Linked DNA regions of Zea mays: all the other regions are linked to region 1. A link is a contact called in public Hi-C data. All regions are on one chromosome and are shown on one strand. Each heading gives the region's core, a stretch centred on a gene start, on an enhancer-like site or on the middle of the called end of the contact. The rest is flanking DNA. Distances are from core to core; before and after follow the strand shown.

Region 1 (4,961 bases), core at 1,350-3,849:
CCGGACCGTGCGACGTACACAAGACATGTGACTATGATCAGGTGTCCGATCGTGCTTGCCCCCCGGCGCCTTCGGTCTTTCTTTTGTCTGAAGCCTTCCAAGCAACCACTCTACGTGACATATTTGGCGTGCGAAGATCCCCAATGATGATATTTTTATCTTTGCTTTTATCAGCCGCACATGGCCGAACTAACTTTTTTTACTCGTCGGCTCTAATGTGGCGACAGGGACATGTTGCCTGTCAAACTTCACCTCTTGAAATCTCAACCGACCTTCGTTTATAGACGATTGTATTTGCCGATGGAAGACAACATAATCGTTGGTGTTATGAAGAAAGGAGACATGCCATTTATAATACACACGCCCTTTTAATTCTTCAACCGGAGGAATTTTATGTGACAATTTAATATTACCATGCTTAAGTAACTCATCAAATATTTTATGATACTTAGTTTAGTAATATTAAATATGAACTTAGCTTTCCCCTTTAGTGTCAAGTGCGGGTGAGAGCAAGCAGAAGATTTGACCTTAGCAGGCCAAACAAACTCAGCGACGTGCAACCTTTTTGGCTCTTGGGGCTTAGGTGGCCGACTATCTTTATGTCGACCTTCTGTACTAGGCTAATCACAGGTGAATTATGGTTCTTCGGATGGTCCAACCTGTGTAGTCGGACCGTTTGCAAGCGAACCGGACGGTCTGGAACTATTCCCGGACGGTCAGGTACTATTCTTCGACGGTCCGGTACTAATCTCGGACTGTCTGGTCGTGCCGGGTAACGCCTGCGAACCTTGTGATGGGCTCTATGTGACTCTGGACTGTCCGGCGTAGGGTGCAAGACGGTCTGATGGAGGTGCGAACGATCCAAGATCGTGTGCAGACAGTCTGGGCATGCTCAGAGTTGACCCACCGTTTAGCGAAGATGGCGGTGATGGTCGTCTTGGATATGAGTCCACTGACATATCCAATTTGTTGCCGATATGTTTGGCGCAATTGTTTCGGTTCCCAATTTATGTGAAAAAATTGGGCATGTGAGTTTTTCCTAATGCATGCACCATCTTCTCTATATCCTCTTTGATACTTTTAATCCAATTATCAAAAGAAAATTTAATTGAATGAATATCATCGGCTGACTTGGTATCACATATCGTGGGGAGCTTCTGCGACACGACTGACATATAATCGACATTTATTTCTCTCTCCCGGATGACCTTCTGGTGGTAATCTACCCTAAAGTGCGAGAGGTACCACTTCTTTGCCACCTTGAGCACCTGATCTTGTTCTCGTTGGATGTCCTCGTCCATCTTCTTCATGTCATCTTGTAATTTCTTATGCTCAACGACTGAAAAATTAGTCAGCCTTGTGTTGATGTTTGGAGAAACACCGTTGATATCTTTAGAATCGGCCATATAAGCCTGATTTTGTAGATCTGCAACCTTCGTTCCTAGCGGAGTCGCCAAAAAGTGTGTTGGCACCGATCTGGCGCCAAACATTGGGAGATGAACCGTCTAGCGACGCCCTTTGCGGCGGCGCGGACGATCGACAACTCTAGGTTTTACGGGCCGCGACCTAGGCGCATGAGAGACTCCTTTCCTGCGTCGCACCAGACGGTCCGCTCTGGGCTGGACGATCCGCGATGGTGCATGGTCGTCTTCTTTCTCATGGGAATCTAGATCCCGTCTCTAGGGGAGAGATCTTAGTGTGCTTCGGGTCGACAGGTCACCCGGGCGTCCCTAGACGATGTAGAGTCGCATAGGAATTAAGAGATCAACTCGAGGAAGAGATCTCTTGGATTGATAACCAGATCTTGTCCTGGGAGAGGTAAGATCCTTAGATTGTCTTGGGGTCGGCAGACCACACAAGACAGATCTAGACAACGTAGAGTCGAATAGAGATGGAGCCGGATATGTGGAAAGCTACAACTAGACTATGCTACAATAGATTGCTAGGACAGGAACGATAAAGGGATGATAAATAAAGTAATTGGTTCGATTGAAATGTGTTTAGGGTTCTTAATCGACTGTACCCCTTTATATATATGGGAGGTCTAGACCCATTCTTATGCGATAGCTAATAAATACTACGTAATTAGATAGACAACCACCCACAAGATAAGGATAATCGTCCGAGTTAATCTGATCGTGAGGGCGCGAAACGTCCGAGCTCTAGAGTGGAACCGTCCACTACTTTTGGTGTTCAACAGAGTCATACACCATTGTACAACTAGCATGCCCATCCGCTAGGGTATGCTAAAGTCCATATGCAAGAGACATGACTTGCTATGGTGATTACTATAATTGCCTCAGCACGAGAGATACTACTGGATTGAGAAGTAACTGATCCGATGTTGCCTATATTGGTTCTATTTGTTTTAACTTTTTTACTGATTCTGGATTCTGATCACCAGAAGCTTATGTAGACTGACAAACGTCTAATTTTTTATGTAGCTTTTATAAGAATCGTTTAAGTGAAAATTGACTAAAATTAACGTGAACACATAATCTACCGAATCGTCACGACAGTAGGAATCCATCTAATTTGTAGATTTTAAACCCTATATACCCCTTTATGGTCATTCACACGTAATCCTTACATTCTCTTAACCATATTTTGGCCAGAAAAAAAGCTGTACCGCGACACGACCACCTGAGACAGGAGACCAGGATCAGGGAACGAAGATTCCTTAATCTCGCGGGCAAAACGGTCATCTCGCCATATCACTCCTCTAATCACTCACTACCCTTTCGCAGCTGCGCCTGCACCAGTCCCCCCTCCCCTTGCACTTCCAGGCCTCTCCAGTACCATTCGGGCGGCTAAGCTCTGAGCTAAACCCCGACGGAGTGAGCGAGGAAACGTTCTCCGTTTCACTTTCCCAACACCCAGAATCCTGCAGAAATCACCCTTTCCACCCCCACCCAGCGCTGCTCGGATCCCCGGGCGAGCACATCCTCCGGTCCTCGCTTGTCGGCCTCTCCTCCCCGGGGCCGGTCCAGCGGGTTGCATGGTGCGCGGCCGCTGGTTGTGAGCCCAATCGATGGCCTCGGCGGAGGCGCGCCGCCTCGCGGTCGTGCCGCAGCTAGGTGAGCCGTCCCGTCCGCCCGCCCGCTTCCCATCCCCCGTGATCCCGTGCGCTTTGTTTACTCCTGATTCCTGAGGTCGGGTGCTTCGATCTGATCTGAGTGATTCGGTCAACGCTCCGGTCGTGGTCAACCGGGCAGCCGGGAGATGCGGGTGTCTCCAAGGCGGAAGCATCTCTCCACGTCGCGGGCGCGGGTCTCCTCGGAACCTGTGGTGACTGGGGACTGTGGGTGTTTGGTACTTTGTGTTGGCGTCGGGACTTTGGGTGTTTCGTACTTTGTGTTGGTGCCGGCACGGAGGCGTCGGCAGGTCGGCCCTGCGGTCGCTGCGGAACAGGAGGGTCTTTGTGATGCCTTTCTCGTTCAGGGTTTGTGTGCTTCTCGTAGGGAATCACTGCAAGCAGTGGAGTATTTATCAAATTCTTGCAGATAGGTACGCCGAGATCGGAGACCATGGAAATTTTGGTATTATTCATGGGTTTGGTAGATTTGGTGCACTATGGGTCTATGGCCAGGAGTTAGGGAGTAGGAGGATCTTATTTAGGGCTGTAAACGGACGGAATTGGTCGGAACAAACCCTTTCTCGTTTTCATTTATACTTTTTAATTCGAAAACAGATTCAGGATCAGAATTGTCGGAAACGGGATTGGACACGGGATGTTTGGGATGACGAAAATAAACTAATCCGAACAGAAATGCATCGGTAACGGTCGAAAATTGGAAAGATAAAACTAAAACACCATCTATATCATACATAGTCTCATCAATGAACAACAAATATATGATAATAATATATTAATATAGGTAACATAAGTACATAGAGAAATATTACTAATAGGTCTATAAAAACAAGTAACAAGCCAATATCAATGTGTAATTAATTAAATATACACACATAATTACACAAGCACACTGGTAGTTCATAAAAGTCCACCACACATAACACATTAACTCAAACTAAAAATGGTACCCTACAACTATAACTCAAGCTCAGTATGGTCACCCATGACATTATGATCACAGTCCATATATTCGTTCTCTTCGTCATCCCGCTCCTAGCCCTTAGGGATGAAAACAGATACTTATTCGGATATATCAATTTTTTGGTCTTTTTCTTTGATTGTGAATAAATAGAATATAGAATTTGCTATACAAATTAATATTCTTGTTTTTTGCATTGAACTTGTAAATGTTCATAAAAGGTAAACCTCAAATTTATCATATATCTTCTCAAATGATAGATATAAAATTTGGATACGGATACAAATATTTTTTCACCTTGTTTGTTGTTGGGAGCAAATAATATATAAAACAATTTATGCAAAATTTTATTCTTATTTGTATAATGTGCTTGATAACATGAGAAAAAAATTTCATACATGTCTATTTTAAAATATTAAATTTGTCTTAATGATTTGGGTACCCACTTTCATCCTCATGGTCCTTCACCTCTATGTCCTTGTCATCCTATAATTCTGCATGCAAAAATACATGATACAAATTTGCATACAGAAATACAGGATACACCATGTGGGCATGGTAGTGGGCCGGCTAACAACATAAAACGGGATATATCGTATTGAATACGGTATAATCCCATATTAATATGGGATAAACAAAGATGATTGAGATATAGCCTGAACCGTTTTTGTTTATCTTATTCCGTTTCACATTTTTCCGAGAATACGAATTCGAGGGGGACAAATATAGAAATCGGTGCGGAACGGAACACGATTTGTCCCAACCCGTTTACATCCCTAGTCTTATCTATGCTCCCTCTAGTGGGATTTTCCGGGTTTTAGGAGTTCTGGCTCTCTCTAGTTTTGAATCATTTCTTGCTATTTGCTTTTGACAGCATCCATGCTCTGACCTGCTGGAGAATGTAGC
Region 2 (4,961 bases), core at 983-3,482, 200 kb before region 1:
ACAAGGTTTCTGCCCACAAGGCACATAATGTTCACATTGATTTTGCCATTTTGTACACAAACTCGACAGGCCATACTATTTAGGGAGTGTTTGGTTAGTAGGGACTAATTTTTAGTCCCTCCATTTTATTCCACTTTAGTCTATAAATTGCAAAATATGGAAACTATAACTCTATTTTAGTTTCCATATTTGACAATTTAGTGACTAAAGTGGAATAGATTGGAGGGACTAAAAATTAGTCTCTAAAACCAAACACCCCCTTAATGGATACATATGTGTCATCTTATGTCGTTTACTCGTTTAGTTGAAGGTGTGGTCCCATGCAAGCTGTATATGGTCACAATGTGATGAACGGACCAAACAAAAATATGACAACAGCGATACACGATATAAAACATGATCGAGAATGTGAACAGAAAGGGGGGGGGGGGGGAGATGGTATAACAGCTAATTCTTCCAAAAAAAATTAAAGATACGGCTGTCAGTATACTTAAGAAATATGGAAGGAAAAGGGGGACTTGCGACAAAACTTTGTCGTTTGTGTTCACAATTTTAGCTAACATAGAAGTTCTACTCAACGGCACCGCATCTTACAAGATCCGCTACTTCTAAATTTGCACTTCATCACAATCATGAGTCAAGAACTCCACACTTAATTGAATGAACTCCACACTTTATTGAATGAACTCAACACTTAGTGAGTGTTTGGTTACTAGGGACTAATTTTTAGTCCCTCTATTTTATTCCACTTTAGTCTATAAATTGCCAAATACGGAAACTATAACTACATTTTAGTTTCCATATTTGGCAATTTATGAACTAAAGTGGAATAAAATAGAGGGACTAAAAATTAGTCCATAAAACCAAACACCCCCTTAATTGAATGAACTCAATACCAGAAATTTACCATTATTCCAGTAAGAAACAACATTTTTTTGTCAGCTGTTCAGTTGTTTTCCAGAATATCATCACTTTACTTTAGTTAGGGGAATGCATTTATGAAACAGGGTAGAAGTTCATGATAAGTACAACAAACTGCACATCGAAATTCAGAAGATTGGAGCACTTCATACCGGTGGTGGTAAGGAAAAGCCGAACTCAGCTCTCTGCTCGTCGCTGCTGGAGCCGCTGGACTCCGTTTCAACGTCGGTGTAGAAATCCTGTGCAGTGGAGCCTTCCGATGCGGCTTCGGAGTCCTCCAAACCGGAAGTCGCCGCCTCATCCAAGCCACCACTCACATCAACTGCTGAGTCATCCTCGCTTGCCCCGCGCCCCTCCAAAGCAGTCTCAATCGTATCCATGGCAGCACCACTGGTCGGCATGCCAGCCTCAACAGCGACGCCGTCGCCCTTTGGCCCATCCTCTGATCTCGACGGGACAAGAGACTCTGCGGATGATGGCCTGGTGTCCACCTCCTCAACGGCAGCATTGGAACCCGCCTCCTGCTCCGGCGCCTCCTCTAGCGCAGCGGAAGTGGCACCGGTTACCGCGCCGGCGTCAGGAGGTGGAGGTGTCGGCCAGGCCTCGGCTGCGGCATTCGGGCTCGGCTTCTCAACCCCAGCCGTGGTGCCTATTCGCACGCCGTCTAATCCATGTTCAGAGTCAATCTCCGGCTCCATCTGGCTGCCGGGCACAGCGCCCGAGGCAGGGGCAACTCTGGAGTAAGGGCTGGTCTTTACGCTCGCCGGCTCCGGCTCCAGCGCCTTGGACTTAGGATGGCCGAAACGGAAGACGATGCTCCCGTCCGCCAGCTCTGCGCGCGGCGACAGCACACCCAAATCAGCGACTAAGACGAAGAGGGAGGGGACAGGGGAGAGAGTGGAAACCAAATAACGCTTACCGGTAGTGGAGTGGAGTTCGGGGACCGCATGGCGCGGGGACGGGGCCGTCGTAGCCGTGGCGCTTGTGTGCATGCGGCGGAGCGCGGGGAGTGGCAAGGGCGGCGCTGGCTTCGGAGAGAGCTTGCAGTTGCGAAGGTCCATCAGCCCCGCTGCCAAAGGCAACTCTGCCATGGCTTACCTCCTGTGAGAGAGAGAGAGAGAAAGAGAGAGATTGATTTGAATGCTGTGACTGCGGAGCTTCAGCCTCCAGCTGTGGAGTCGAATGGTGGTGAGGATGGATCGTTTGAGCTCTCGAGAACTCTTGACCGGAAGGTGCGGGTCGCTGCTGACTGCTGAGTGGGCTCGACGTGCCGTGAGGAGTTACCGCAGGCCGTCCTAAAATTCGACGTATGGGGATTTTGCCGATGACTTGTTATAAATACTGTTTGAATCTACGAAGGACCTGTCTGTGTCTGTAAATTGTGTGATTGAGGATAAAATTTAAAAACTAATGTTGAAATGCGCAAAAAATAAATCTCTCCCAAAAAATCTTTTGTATTTTTATATATATGTCATTATTGAAATCGCATATTTTAGAGATGTCATTATAATCCGTGATATCCGGTGGCTATTATTATTCGATCAAAAAATGTTATATACCATTATCTATGTTCGTGTGTACATGACTCACCTAAGAAGACGAAAATGCCCTCTGCTAGATCAATGTCGACAGTGACCGCTCCGCTAGGGCCCACCTCCTCGAAGCTGCCAGCAGCCGGTGCATCGGCCCGTCCACTGGCATAGCAAGGTCGACATGGAACATGTTCAATGGGGAGGGAGAAGACCAGCGAGGAAGAGAGTAAAAAAAGATAATACTAATGTATAGTACACGTGCAACCGTAGATAATGGCAGGGGCCAAATTTTTTTATCGAATGATGGCAACCACCGGGTATCACAAATCATAATGGTATCGTTAGCTTGCTCAATTTTCATAATGACATATATATGAAAAACCTAAAATCTAACTGTGTGTATGCTTCGCTATCTCAAGCAATGCACGCGTGAGGAAAATGGGAAAAATCTAAAAGTACAAGAGATGATGGACTGGAAACCTCCAATTATATCTTGTCAAATTCGAAGCTTTCTAGGATTAGTAGGATATTATCGCTGATTTATTTCTGACTTCTCTCGGATTGCGAAACCGATGATAGAATTACTAAAGAAGGGAGTCAAATTTGTGTGGAGTCAGAAATGAGAGGAAGCTTTTCACTCCTTATGACAACTATTGGTGACTTGTTCTCAAATGCTATGAATTAAGAACAAGGCAACACAAAAAAAGATTAATGGTTAATGTCCTTCGTCCTTCGAAGCATTATTTCCCTTAGGATATAACGATCTTCGAATGAAGGTTATGAAGGACGTACCTTCATCATCACAATACATGTTAATGAAAGACGAAGTATATGAAACATGAGAAATAACATGAATAAGCATATGACATTGTTAATATCTCTTTATTATATCATCATGAATAAATAAGAACAACATCAGATTACATTTGTACCTTCGGCTTGACAGAAGGTGAAAAGTCCAAGCGTGACACACAAGTGAGTATAAGTCAGCGTGAACGGTACGGGGGTACTGTTCATCTATTTATAGGCACAGGGCGCAGCCTATGTGAAATTACATTTATATCCTTCATGTTTACTATTAACTCGATAATAATCTATCGAGGACTAAATAATCTTTTCCTTCTTAAGTCGGTTCCTTTTTCTGCTACTGAGTCGAAGCTCCCTTGCGCGTAGCTTCGGCGCTGGTTCAACCTTCGCTCCGACCATGATTTTCATATTGTGTACAGCTTTGTCGGCGTTTCGAAACCCGGGGGGTCCCTGGACCGACGAGTAAATGATCGCCGCGTGCCCCAGCCCAGATGGGTCGGCGCGAGACGGAGCGCGAAGGGGGGAGGCAGCCGGAGGGAGACGGGCGTGAGAGGTGGAATCCCGCGGCCTTCGTGTTTGTCCCGCGCCCAGGTCGGGTGCACTTGCAGTAGGGGGTTACAAGCGTCCACGCGGGAGGGAGCGAGCGGCCTCACGCGAGCGCCGTCCCGTCCTTCCCCGCGCGGCCAACCCTCTGTAAGAGGGCCCTGGTCCTTCCTTTTATAGGCGCAAGGAGAGGATCCAGGTGTACAATGGGGGGTGTAGCAGTGTGCTAACGTGTCTAGCGGAGGAGAGCTAGCGCCCTAAGTACATGCCATCGTGGCAGCCGGAGAGGTTTTGGCACCCGGTTCGTGTGGTGTCGTGGTCGTCGGAGGAGCGCTGGAGCCTGACGGAAGGACAACTGTCGGGGCTGTCGAGTCCTTGCTGACGTCCTCTTGCTTCCGTAAGGCGGCTAAGAGCCGCCGTCGTCATAGAGCGTGCGGGGCGCCATCATTACTTGTCTGGCGGAGCGAGCCAGATGGGACGTCGGTCTTGTTCCCCGTAGCCTGAGTCAGCTTGAGGCAGGGTAATGATGGCGCCTCCTATTGACGTGGTCGGTCCGTGCCCTGGGTCGGGTGATGTGGAGGCTCCTCCGAGGTCGAGGTTGAGTCTGTCTTCCAAGGTCAAGGTCGAGTCCGAGCCCCTGGGTCGAGCAAGGCGGAGACCGTCGGCCGAGGCCAGGGCTGAGTCCGCGCCCTGGGGTCGGGCGAAGCGGAGTTCATCGTCTTCCGGGGCTGAGCCCAAGTCCGAGCCCTGGGGTCAGGCGAAGCGGAGTTCGTCGTCTTCCGGGGCTGAGCCCGAGTCCGAGCCCTCGGGTCGGGCGGAGCGGAGTTCGTCGTCTTCCGAGGCTGAGCCCGAGTCCGAGCCCTGGGGTCGGGCGAAGCGGAGTTCGTCGTCTTCCGGGGCTGAGCCCGAGTCCGAGCCCTGGGGTCGGGCGGAGCGGAGTTCGCCGTCTTCCGGGGCTGAGCCCGAGTCCGAGCCCTGGGGTCGGGCGGAGCGGAGTTCGCCGTCTTCCGGGGCTGAGCCCGAGTCCGAGCCCTGGGGTCGGGCGTAGCGGAGTTCGCCGTCTTCCGGGGCTGAGCCCGAGTCCAAGCCCTGGGGTCGGGCGAAGCGGAGTTTCCCATGGCGCCTAGGGCCGGACTTGGATGCTGTCAGCCTCACTCT
Region 3 (4,961 bases), core at 1,542-4,041, 150 kb before region 1:
CCTTATGCCACCTCATTTGCTTTGCTGTCTCTTGATTTAGAAAGAGACGCTTAAGCCGTGGAGTGATAGGCATGTACCGGAGTTGCTTCATCGGCACCTTTGTCGTAACCTCGTTTCCATCCTCATCTAGCACCACTGCATATCTTGACTTACTGCAGTGGATGCAATGTGTGGTATTTTCATGCTCCTTCCAGAACAACATGCAATTGTTCTCGCAAGCATCAATCTTTTGGTAGTTCATGCCAAGACCAGCTACGAGCTTCTTGCAATGGTACAAGTCCTTCGGCATGTTATGATTCGGTGGGATGATATCAATAATCAGTTTCACAATATCGTTGTAACAGTTGTTGGAGAAGGTGTACTTTGACTTCATCGCCATAAGACGTGTTACCACCTGCAGTACGCTCACATTGGTTCCTTCATGCACTTTAGCCTCTGAGGCTTCAAGAAGCTTATAGAACTCTCTCACATCCTCTGGAAAAGCTTCATTATTCTGTAGTTCTGGGTACTCATTCCTAATATCATCCAACATCTCTTCCATTCGGTCTACATCCAGGTCCCCATCCGACTCAATAGTATGGTCCACCTCTCCATGCTCATGCCATACCAGATAGTTCGGCATAAAACCATGTTTGAAAACATGATACGAGAGCTCCACTTTTTTCAACCGAACCAAGTTCTGATATTTTATACACGGGCACCTCGCTAAACGAGCATCACCAGCAAATGCGAGTGCCACGAATTCATCTGCAACTCTCACCCATGCATCAGAGTGCCCATGAGTGGCACTGTCGAATCCATCGTACATCGCCCTTCTTCGATCATCACTCATATTCAAAGCTAAAGAAACGACACATATTTAATAACATATATACACTTAGGTACGAGTTAAAGCATCACTACAATTACACATTAGAAAAATATACAAGTTAATGCATATTTATACTAAAAGTTGGTAGATATTTGTACTCACAGGTTAATGCAGGGCGTTGCGGGCGGGGTGGCGCGTCGGCGAGGCTGTGCTCAGGACGCAGGAGGCCGTGGGCGACGCAGGAGGCCGTGGGCGGCGCAGACGGCGCTGGACGTCGGCGGGCGTCGCTGGATGTCGACGGAAGTCACGGGAGAGAGCGGGCAGCACTGGAGCGGACGGGGTGAGCGGCGCTGGAGCGGCGGCCGGCGCGCGGGAGGGAGCGGTGAGCAGGCGGCGCTGCGGGAGGGAACGGGTGGCGCGCGGGGCGCTGCGCAAGCGAGCGGGGCAGCGACGCACTGCGCAAGCGAGCGGGGCGGCGGCGCGCTGCGCGCAGAGGGAGTGGGCGTCGGCGTTGCGGCGCGCTGCGCACGGAGGGAGCGGGCGCCCGGGGCGTCGCGGGTGGGCGCCGGCGTCGTGGCTGCGCGCGGAGGGTGGGCGTCGGCGTCGCGGCGTCGCGGCGCGTGGAGGAATGGAGGTGGGCGGCGCGTGGAGGAATGGAGGCAGCCGGGCGTGGGGGAATGGAGGTGGGCGGCGCGTGGCCGGGCGTGGGGGAATGGAGGTGGGCGGCGCGTGGAGGAATGGAGGCAGCCGGGCGTGGGCGACGGCGAACGGGGGTGGCGGTCGGGCGCCGGTGTCGCGGCGGATTGGAGAAGGGCGGCGGCGGCGCGAGCAGGATGGAGAATGCGGCGGCGCGTGGGCTGGTGAAGCTGACCGAGTAGTTTCGGGTGGCTAGGGTAAAAGAATAAGAGTGTGCGGCAAATGGTGGGCCGACACTCTTAAATTAAGAGTGTGGGTTCACGCGAGACCCCGACACTCTTAATTTAAGAGTGTCGGTACTTTTAGAACCTACACTTTTACAGTAATAAGAGTGTCGAGACCGACGCTCTTATATTTACCGACACTTCTTCAACATTTTCTTGTAGTGGTGTTTACACAGCTCCATCGTGGATCTAATATTTACCCGGAATTGTTTGGCTAGACAGCAGTAGTTTATGATCCATGCAGGGCATTATAGCTAACATAAACTAACCAGTACGAGAAAAGATTTTGTAATCAGAGATGTGGTGGATAATTTTCTTTTAACTTCACCAAACTTGAGCTAAGGCCATGTTTATGACAGCTCTAGCTACAGAAAATTTGGTGTAGTTGATAGAGCATGTCACTAGATGCTCTAAAAAAAGTCATGGAGCTAGAGTGTTTTAACTCTTTACAAAACATTTAGATAAGTCATTTTATTTATTATTTATATTAAAAATATTTTTAGATCTATTTAAACTGATATTATAAATCACAACTCCACAACCTACAGCCATCCCAAACACATCCTAGTGGAGAACGTAGCTCCACCAAAATGGGGAAGCTGACCTCCACATCCACCACCGTTTTCGTGAATCTAAATATAGTGTATATGATTGTTTAAGAAATTTTTTTTTGTAGAATAGAGTTGTTTTTAGTAAACCTAGAACTGATGGAGCTCTACCAAACAAAACCTAAATCTTATAATGGCTTAATTAATTAATTAATTACACGAATATACTTTTGATTGACACCAAGGTCTTTTAATTTACACGCCGACGACGGAATCTCTATCGTATCCAACAACTAGCTAGAGCACAAGCTGGCATGCATGCATGAGCGCAAAATCTATGCTGTGTGCACGCAATAACTATACGTGGAGTAGGACATTATAGTTGTACTTATCTTCATGTGAGTGCGCAGCGCGCATGAGTCGTGGCGGAGTATTCTTCTGCTCGATCGAAAAGATGAAAGCGCTCCGGCCGGCGGGCAAAACCGGCCAGCGACGGCGGAAAAACACGCTGCTGCTAGAATACGATTCAAAGGCAGCAAGAGGGCCGGCACCACCATCCCACTAGCAAAAGTGCTACCCTCCCCACTAGTTCTTTTAAAACAACGTTAACATCAACCATTTTGGACTCGGGAAAAAAAAATGCAATGGATAACACACACCATAGGATATTTTGCGCATATACTTTAATTTAGTGCATTATATATGGATGGCACATCATATCAACGGAGAGGTGAACACGCTTGATGTTGACAGAACTTTGAGTTGAAAGGTTATATACCTTTTCTCTTTTTCTTTTTCTTTTTTTAAAAAGGCATTTTCTAATTGGGACTTCTCATCTGATGCTGTGCGTCCGGCTTGGCGGCTTGAGTGCAAAAAGGCAAGCTTGCTGCTGCTGCCGACAATTTATTCTCGTAGTGGATGCTGCCGAAATCGATCGCCATTCTATGCATATAGGAAAAGTGTCTCTCCTGGTCGCAGATATCTTATAATATCTGAAAAGATATTTTTAGATACCTCCTGCTTTTTGTTTGTAACTAGCTCTAGGAGCATCGCAGCTTATAAATCGTTCCTAGAGATATATTTTTAGACACAGTTTTGCGAAGTAATCGACGGTTGTCCTGCATCACACGTAAAACGTGTAGGTTTATTCCCACCCCTTAGCAGTGGGTTGTTATCCTATACATAGACCGTGAAAACCACCCAAACCATTATCAATGGGCCGAGCGAACCCTTCAAACTCCATAGGGACTAGGAAGTATTTGGGCTCGTACGTGCGTAGGTGGAATGCTTCGGCCTTGGTGTGTGGAAGGTGGACGAGGGTAGTTGTAGGATTAAAGACACCGGCTAGAGGGAGGGTGATTAGACGGTTTTAACTAAATTCAAAGACACAAAGAAAATTTAATTAGAATCACAAGAGGATTAAATCTTCTAGCCTATGTTGAGCTAAATTTGGTTTGCAACCTAGGATGGACAGACAATCAAGTAATGCTAGGAATGAGAGATTGCACAAAGTAAACACAAGTAATAACTTTGAGACAAGCAATCGGTCACAAGGGAGACCAAATTTTTTACCATGGTCTTAGTAATTTGTCGGCTACCCCTAATCCACGTTGACGTGGATTCAAAGCACTTAACCGCTCCTCTATCAAGGCTTCGCTTGATTTTCGAGTCGGTTGGTCGATGAACCTCTCACTACAAGAAACTGGTTAAAGAACGTGGGTGAAAAACCGTCGAACTTAATGTAATAAGCCGTCGAACTTACCGTAAGAACGTGGGTTTACCGACGAACATAGCCGACGGCGATTTTCGGACGAACTTAGAGAAGTAAGTTCGACGGCCCCGTCGAACTTAAGGTTAAGAACGTGGGTACCGTCGAACTTAATGTTAAGAACGTGGGTACCGTCGAACTTAATGTTAAGAACGTGCGTTTTTAAGTTCGACGGGGGCCGTCGAATTTTTTCCCATAAGTTCGACGGCACCCACGTTCTTAACCTTAAGTTCGACGGGGCCACGTGGCCGTCGAACTTATGTGTCCTGCGGACGTCTGCACGGACTGCACAATAAATTCGACGGTACCCACGTTCTTAACATTAAGAACGTGGGTACCCACGTTCTTAACCCTGCGTGGGTCTGCACAGACTGCACAATAAGTTCGACGGTACCCACGTTCTTAAGGTTAAGAACGTGGGTACCCACGTTCTTAACCCTTTTCCAGAAAAAAAAAAAATAAAAATACAAAAATGAAAAAATAGACACACAAAATATCACATGCAACACAATATATCACATACAATACAGATTTCAAACACATTGATATATGTTCATATCACAAATTCACAGAAGTCCAAATATATAAGTTCGCAAATTCACATAAGTCCAAATACATAAGTTCACAAATTCACACAAGTTCACATCCATAGTTCACAAGTTCAAATACACAAGTTCAAACATTAGCTCCGTCGCTCTCGATCAGGACATCAGATTGTTGTTCGTAGCTCCACCACATTAGCACCTCATTTACTGTTTGTTTGAAGTCTACACCAAGCACCTCGCATAACGAATGCAAAGTGTTAAGATGTTCCATGACTTGCTTCAGCCGATCACTCTGTTAAAAACAGGCACAGACAATAAGATTTATAGACTTGTATGAGTATTGAAGGAAAATAATAGACATGGGGAGTA

The links. A called contact is a pair of places that touch in the nucleus more often than the background predicts.
Region 2: a contact with region 1 is called in a Hi-C map of leaf, with 4 times the contacts expected there. The contact joins the promoter of LOC100285253 here to the promoter of LOC103626260 in region 1. A contact is called at or near these places in 11 of 25 Hi-C or Micro-C datasets (bundle sheath, ear, endosperm and 5 more) and 1 of 3 datasets of contacts at active chromatin or transcription factors (seedling).
Region 3: a Hi-C map of bundle sheath shows a contact between it and region 1, with 3 times the contacts expected there. The contact joins the enhancer-like site here to the promoter of LOC103626260 in region 1. A contact is called at or near these places in 2 of 25 Hi-C or Micro-C datasets (bundle sheath and tassel).

What each region holds. Positions count from the first base shown.
Region 1 is chr5:39,702,773-39,707,733 of Zm-B73-REFERENCE-NAM-5.0, reverse strand. It overlaps LOC103626260 (calmodulin-binding transcription activator 3), which reads left to right and starts at 2,599. Exons shown (of 13, transcript XM_008646655.4): 1 at 2,599-3,077. The coding sequence starts at 3,032.
Region 2 is chr5:39,900,298-39,905,258 of Zm-B73-REFERENCE-NAM-5.0, reverse strand. It overlaps LOC100285253, which reads right to left and starts at 2,232. Exons shown (of 9, transcript NM_001158147.2): 1 at 1,841-2,232; 2 at 1,074-1,753. The coding sequence starts at 2,012.
Region 3 is chr5:39,856,036-39,860,996 of Zm-B73-REFERENCE-NAM-5.0, reverse strand. LOC103628156 reads right to left here. Exons shown (of 17, transcript XM_020538313.3): 17 at 4,544-4,884. The coding sequence ends at 4,723. Among protein-coding and RNA genes, the nearest start is that of LOC103628156, 40 kb to the right of the region's middle. Within about 2 kb of position 2,791, at least 11 of the 20 cell types and tissues checked have an H3K27ac peak or open chromatin away from gene starts, as enhancers often do. A contact at or near this core is called in bundle sheath, where this site is marked.